2 separate regions of the Mus musculus genome follow, and region 1 is linked to region 2. Evidence: chromatin contacts called from public HiChIP or PLAC-seq data. All regions are on one chromosome and are shown on one strand. The core of a region is the stretch at or near the end of the contact, and the rest is flanking DNA. Distances in the headings are between cores, read along the strand shown.

Evidence for each region. HiChIP or PLAC-seq counts read pairs in DNA pulled down with a chosen protein or histone mark.
Region 1: a contact with region 2 is called in an H3K4me3 HiChIP or PLAC-seq map of the SCID.adh cell line, with 21 read pairs. The contact joins two enhancer-like sites. A contact is called at or near these places in 1 of 15 datasets of contacts at CTCF or cohesin (CD8 T cells), 4 of 484 Hi-C or Micro-C datasets (cerebellum, double positive thymocytes, embryonic stem cells and 1 more) and 1 of 115 datasets of contacts at active chromatin or transcription factors (the SCID.adh cell line).

Annotation. Positions count from the first base shown.
Region 1 is chr8:116,586,770-116,589,713 of GRCm38.p6, reverse strand. Cdyl2 (chromodomain protein, Y chromosome-like 2) reads left to right here. Exons shown (of 7, transcript NM_029441.3): 4 at 292-464. Among named protein-coding and RNA genes, the nearest start is that of Gm31367, 18 kb to the left of the region's middle. Within about 2 kb of position 1,618, at least 98 of the 459 cell types and tissues checked have an H3K27ac peak or open chromatin away from gene starts, as enhancers often do. A contact at or near this core is called in the SCID.adh cell line, where this site is marked.
Region 2 is chr8:116,479,237-116,482,608 of GRCm38.p6, reverse strand. No RefSeq gene overlaps it. Among named protein-coding and RNA genes, the nearest start is that of Dynlrb2, 24 kb to the left of the region's middle. Within about 2 kb of position 1,793, at least 2 of the 459 cell types and tissues checked have an H3K27ac peak or open chromatin away from gene starts, as enhancers often do. A contact at or near this core is called in the SCID.adh cell line, where this site is marked.

The DNA of each region.
Region 1 (2,944 bases), core at 369-2,868, 110 kb before region 2:
CAACTAGAGGCTTATATAGCTCACCAACGCTGTGCAGAGGACCACTTTCCCATGCTTTTTAAGGGGTTCAACCAGCAAATAACCTAAAGTTGGCTAACAGAAGTTCATAGAGACAGATCAAGTTCACACCAGGCTCCCAGGACTTCCATGTTGATCCTTCCGCTTTCACTGAGGGTGGTGTGGGAAGGTTTTGGTTCAGTGAAGTTTCTTTCCCCGGGGATGGACGTGTGCTTCCATTCAGGGGAAGTCTCTCAGACATTCAAAGCTCTGCGAACTCACCTCTGCCTGCAGATCATGAAGGAAGTCCGGCGAGCCCTGTGCAACGCGGCCACAGATGACAGCAAGCTACTGCTGCTCAGTGCCGTGGGCAGTGTGTTCTGCAGCGGACTAGACTATTCCTACCTGATCGGCCGGCTGTCCAGCGACCGGAGAAAGGAGAGCACTCGAATCGCAGAAGCTATCAGGTGAGTCCGACCTCTCTCTGAATGAACGCTTTGGGGAGCCTGCCAACGGTGACCAAATTTAGCCAGTTAAAAGTACAGGCTGCCCAGCTGTAAACGTACATCAAACAATGTGCGATTTTATTTTTAGTGTGAGTATATCCTCGGCACCATTTAGGACACCAGGACATACTTACATTTTAAAATTACCGTTGATTTATCTGAAGTTTGACTCTTTTTGATGCCAGGGATCAAACCCAGGGTCTTGTACATGTTGGACAAATAAATGTTCTACCGTTCAGCTCCGTTTCCATCTCTGAACTGTGGACACGAGCTGGCCAGCCGACGTTTTGTCTGTGGCCCCATGGCAGGCTTTGCTCTCCATAGGTTGCATTTCATGCCCGCCTCCCCTTTTTGTTTTTTGTTTTTTTAAAAAGACATACCTATTTTTCCCATTATGGCCTGCATTGGCAATGCCTGTGATACTTTCTGATTCCACCTTCTGCCTGGTAGTATGGTCTTTGATTATGTAGCCATTTCTGTGTCCTGGACCTGATGTGACTCAATTACTAGGGAGAGAGTGAAGATACTATATATACATCTATGGCATTGGTAGACAGGGTGGGTCTAGAGTGCCCCTTTCAAAGTCTGTGGGTCAGATGTGTGAGGTCTTAAACACAGGATAATTGTCTATTTGTTATTTCATTTTCATGTGTGTAGGTAGGTGCACGTGTATATGTGTGGGTACATGTGTGCATGCACAGTGGTCAGAGGTCAACCTCAGATGTTCTTTCTCAGGCGCTGCCACGGTCTCTCACTGGCCCAGTACTTGCCCAGCAGGCTAAGCTGACTGGCCAGTGAGCCCCAGCCCCACCTGTCACCACCTCCCCAGCTCTGGGATTACAAGCAAGCATCTGCCAAAAAAGCTCTGCCTTTTTTTTTTTTTTTTAAAACACATGGGTCCCCATGCTTGTAAAGCTAGCACTTTTTTTTTAAACCCACTGAGCTGTTTCCCTAGCCCCTCCCACTTATTCATAACAAAAGCAAATGAATGAACTCTCCAGCCAGGTCATTTAGCTGCTTGATAGAGGCCACTCATGAGCCTCTCTCTGGGAGACTTGCCCTTGTGCCTTCCTCAAGGGATGAGACACAGCTGAGTCACAGCCCATGGTCTCAAGACCAGGGATGTTTACTCCACGCGGAGTCTCGGAGCCTCAGGCTGCCGACTGCTCAGGGTCTCTCAGTCCTGTGGATGGTTCCAGCAGAGGCTGACTTCCGTGCGGTCACTCAGGGAATCAGAGGATGCGGTGGATAGCGCGAGGACGTTCCTTTGTGTGAATTCCAGGCCCGACTTTGTATGAAGTGTTGCTCAGGAATGCCTGTGTGCTTCCCCATGCAGCATCCTCCTCCTCAGGAGAGAACTAAGAAGCCTGGACCCCTTCCTGCGGGGAGAGGGGGGTGTTGACGTCACTTCCTGTTTTCAGGGCGCAGCCAGCTCCTGCCTGTGAACCCTGCAGTTTCTGCCTTGTTTGAGCTCAGCTGTGTCTTCTCAGTGCTGGCTTTGCATGAGTTGAAAGAGCAGCAAAGGCACTAGACTGATTCCCTCTTTATCGACGGGGCCACCAGAGCATACCCCAGGGACCGAAGAACCCACCGTGACCCTAGAAAGCCTAGCCCACAGTCTGCACCTGGTTACCGATCCCACTACAGGTGCTTGTGGTATCTCCAGCCCAGGCAAACATTTAAGATCCAGCCCAGGGTTCTCCTTCATGCAGGAAGAGCTAACTAGCACTTGGACTTCTTGTCCTCAGAGAGATAGAAAACACTTCCTAATCTATTCAATCCATGAAGCTGAGTTAATTCTTAATGGAATGGAGAATGGACCTGAAGTAGCCTCTAAGTGGGAGGTGATGGTATGTGGCTGGGAGTGACACAGGAAAAGGCGTGACACGTGAAATAGGAAAGGGGATGTGACAGAGACTCAAGTAAAGCAGCTGCCAGCCATGGAGCACCCAAGAAGGCTGGCACCATCAGCAGGTGAGGGGGGAGCTCTGGAAAGCTCCTGCCTCAGTACTCAGAGTAGACCAGGACCTGGAATGTGGACTTCTTGTCTCCAAGTGCACTACAGAATAAACTTCTGTTGTTTTGAACCACGGTTTGTGGTCACTGTCATAGAAGCCTTAAGTTTTTAAGGAAGGCATTAACACTCAGAATGCCCCCGACCTTCTGGGCTCATCCCATCCTTCACTAGAGCATACACGGGCACACACACACAGACACACACACACACACACACCACAAACACAAGTTATTACCTTTATGTTTGGGACTGCCGTTCTGCCAGCCACAACTGTGGAGTAGGCTTTTAGAGATCTTTCTGAGCTTCAGATGACAGTTGCCATGTGTGGTCTGGTGCTCGTAGACCCTGGACAGCCTGGCATAGCTCTAGCTGTCCTGGCTCTGGTTAAAGGGAATGAGTGCCAGGGTCACAAGGGAAGTAACAA
Region 2 (3,372 bases), core at 544-3,043:
GCTGGGGTTACAAGCACACATGGAGACAAGCAGCTTTTAAATCATTGCTGGGGATTTGAACTCAGGTCCTCCTGTTTGCATAGCTAGCACCTTTGCCGCTAAGCCCTGAGTCACTCTCTTTTTCTTTAACTCTCTGAATTCCAACTTCTGCTGGTAGTGTTTAAATATTGCTTTCTGCCCATTAAGCACCCCTCCTTTATTACAAAGAATCTAGAGACTTCCTTAAAAACACACATTATACTCATTAAGCACCCCTCCTTTATTACAAAGAATCTAGAGACTTCCTTAAAAACACACATTATACTATCAGACAGATAATGGGATGGGTCATTCCCATTGTTAACAACGAGTTCTGCTTGTCTCCCAATACCTGCTTGATCAGTTTCCTTTAACACATGCATTTCCACTATCAGTGCAGTGACTGGAAAATGTGTCCCTCCCTCTCCTGAGGCCCTCTGTGACTCCAGACCCTCTCTCTCTGCCCCTCCAAGGTAACCACGCTGGTCAGTTTGTATGTTTGTCTAGATATACTCTCTCTGTCTGCCTGAGCCTGGCTTCCCTTACATTTTATGCATCCTAGATTTCATTTACCCACAATCATATTTTTTTGTATACAGGTTCATACTAATATTAATTATGTGTATGCATATATAAACTTTCAAATTGCATACTGTGTAGAAGTACCCTGTTGGAAACTACAAATCTAAGTTGATTATCTAGAGTATTTTTTTCTACAAATAATGCCACTGTATCCTTGCGTAATGAGCTTTGGGTCCATAGTGACCACTAAGAAATAAAGGGACATAGTGCTGGATGCATTCAGATGGGCAGAGTTCCAGTTGTTATGGGGAGTGCAGACACATTCCTTTCCCTTTCCTCCTATGAGATTACTTCTTGGGTTTGGTGGCTCCCAGCATGCTTTGCATTTCGAGGTTGTTTGTGTTTGTTGAATTCTCTCTAATCCTTCCTCACTGTCAGTGCACCCAGAATTAGTTCTGCAGCTCTCTTTAAGGAATGAAAGGCTCCAAGAGAACTGGGCAGGGACTCGGTGTGTCTCTGCCACCCAATCAGCATCTGGAGCAGGGGAGGTTCGATAATATTCATAAAGGCCAACAATATAGATATTAAATTTTGTTCTGTTGATTATTAACTTCTGAACTGGAATCATAACCCTCCCAAATCCAAATAATTTTTAAGATAAACTTTTAAGATATTATTATTAATATTATAATTGTGTGTGTGTGTGTGTGTGTGTGTGTGTGTGTAGGGGTATTATCCACAGATATATAGGTTCTGTGGAGTTCAGAAGAGGTTTTTAGATCTCCTGTGGGTGTGAAGCTGGAGTTAGAGGCTGTTGTGAACCACCTAATTAGGGTACTGGGCTTTGAACTCAGGTTCTCTGAATGAGCAGTAAGTGCCTCTAACCACTGAGCGATCTCTCTCCAGCCCCAGCTTGTTCACATTAGAATTAATCAGGACAGAAGCAAGCGAGTAGGATCAGAAGCCAGAGGCTCTAATGCTCAAGGCTACCACCTAGTGGTCAAGGCTTGTCAGCAAGGCTCAACCTCCCCAAACAGAACTATCAGCTAGGGACCAAGCGCCCAACTTAAGCCCTTGGAGTTGGTTCAAATTCAAACTTCTTTTACGTACTTGGATCGTATTTTTGTGCCTGCAGTTTTGGAGGGCCGCGTTTCTGGCATCTATCTTAGATTCACGATTAAGGCCTGCGGCTTACGTAGCTTAGGATGGGAAGCTGAGGGGCCGTTCTCTTGTGGGTAGGACACGATGTATTGGAGGGTGGGCTTTCTCCTGCTCCTGCCGTTGGTGTCAGCACTGGTGGTCATTAGCGCTCCTCCAGGCTACCTGCCACACGGGGATATCCTCGCCAGCTTAATGAAACTTCACTGCGCGGAGAAACCACCTCAGTGTCCTCTAATTTGCCTTTCCTTTACTTGAGTTCTCTCCAAACAAGCCCCTGTTTGTGTAGCCACTGGAGACGTGAGGATGACACAGACTCTGGTCTCAAGAAGCTCGTGAGGGAGTAGGGAAAGAATGGGACCATGGAGATACAGCAGTGACAAAAACCCTCTATGGGAACCTGTGGGTCTCAACCTTCTCAATGCTGTGACCCTTTAATACAGTTCCTTATGTGGTAGTGACCCCCGACCAATAAAATTACTTCGCTGCTACTTCATAAGTATAATTTTGCTACTGTTATGAGATGTAATGCAAATATCTGCACTTTCTGATGGTCTTAGGTAACACCCGTGAAAGAGTCATTCACCCAGAGGAGTTGTGACCCACAGGTTGAGACGCATTGGCTTAGCATGACCACACAACCAAAGCTTTGTGCAGAGTTTATTTGAAGGCAGCATCTGTTGTGATTTTCAAAACAAAGTAATTTGTAGCTCTTTGATCAGTTCTCTACATCCCCCCCCCCCCCCGTTTCCAGAGAGGTTCTCACTGAACCTGGAGCCCACTTATCACCTAGGCTGGGCAGTCAGTGGATTTCCCAGATCTGCTGGCCTCCACTCTGCTGGGGTTCCAGGCATATGGCTATGGTTCTGCCTATAAAAAATAAGATCTATTTTTTATTGGATATTTTCTTTACTTACATTTCAAATGTTATCCCCTTTCCTCATTTCCCCTCTGAAAACCCCTCTATCCCATTTCCCTACTCCACTGCTCACCACCCACCCACTCCCTGCCCTGGCATTCCTCTACACTGGGGCATCTAGCCTCCTCCCGTTGATGTCTGTCAAGGCCATCCTCTGCTACATATGTGGCTGGAGCCATGGGTCCCTCCATGTGTACTTTTTGGTTGGTGGTTTAGTCCCTGGTAACTCTGGAGATACTGGTTAGTTCATATTATTGTTCCTCCTATGGGGCTGCAAACTCCTTCAGCTCCTCAGGTCCTTTCTCTAGCTCCTCCATTGGGGACCCTGTGCTCAGTCCAATGGTTGGCTGAGAACATCCACCTCTATAGTTGTCAGGCACTGGCAGAGCCTCTCAGGAGACAGCTATATCAGGCTCCTGTCAGCAAGCACTTGTTGGCATCCACAATAGTGTCTGGGTTTGGTAACTGCATATGGGATGGATCCCAGGGAAATGCAGATCGAAACAACCCTGAGATTCCACCTCACACCAGTCAGAATGGCTAAGATAAAAAAGTCAGGTAATAGCAGATGCTGGTGAGGATATGGAGAAAGAGGAACACTCCTCCATTGTTGGTGGGACTGCAAGCTGGTACAACCACTCTTGAAGTCAGTTCTGTGGTTCCTCAGAAAATTGGACATGGTACTACCGGAGGACCCAGCTGTACCCAGAAGGTGTTCCAACATGTAATAAGGACACATGCTCCACTATGTTCAT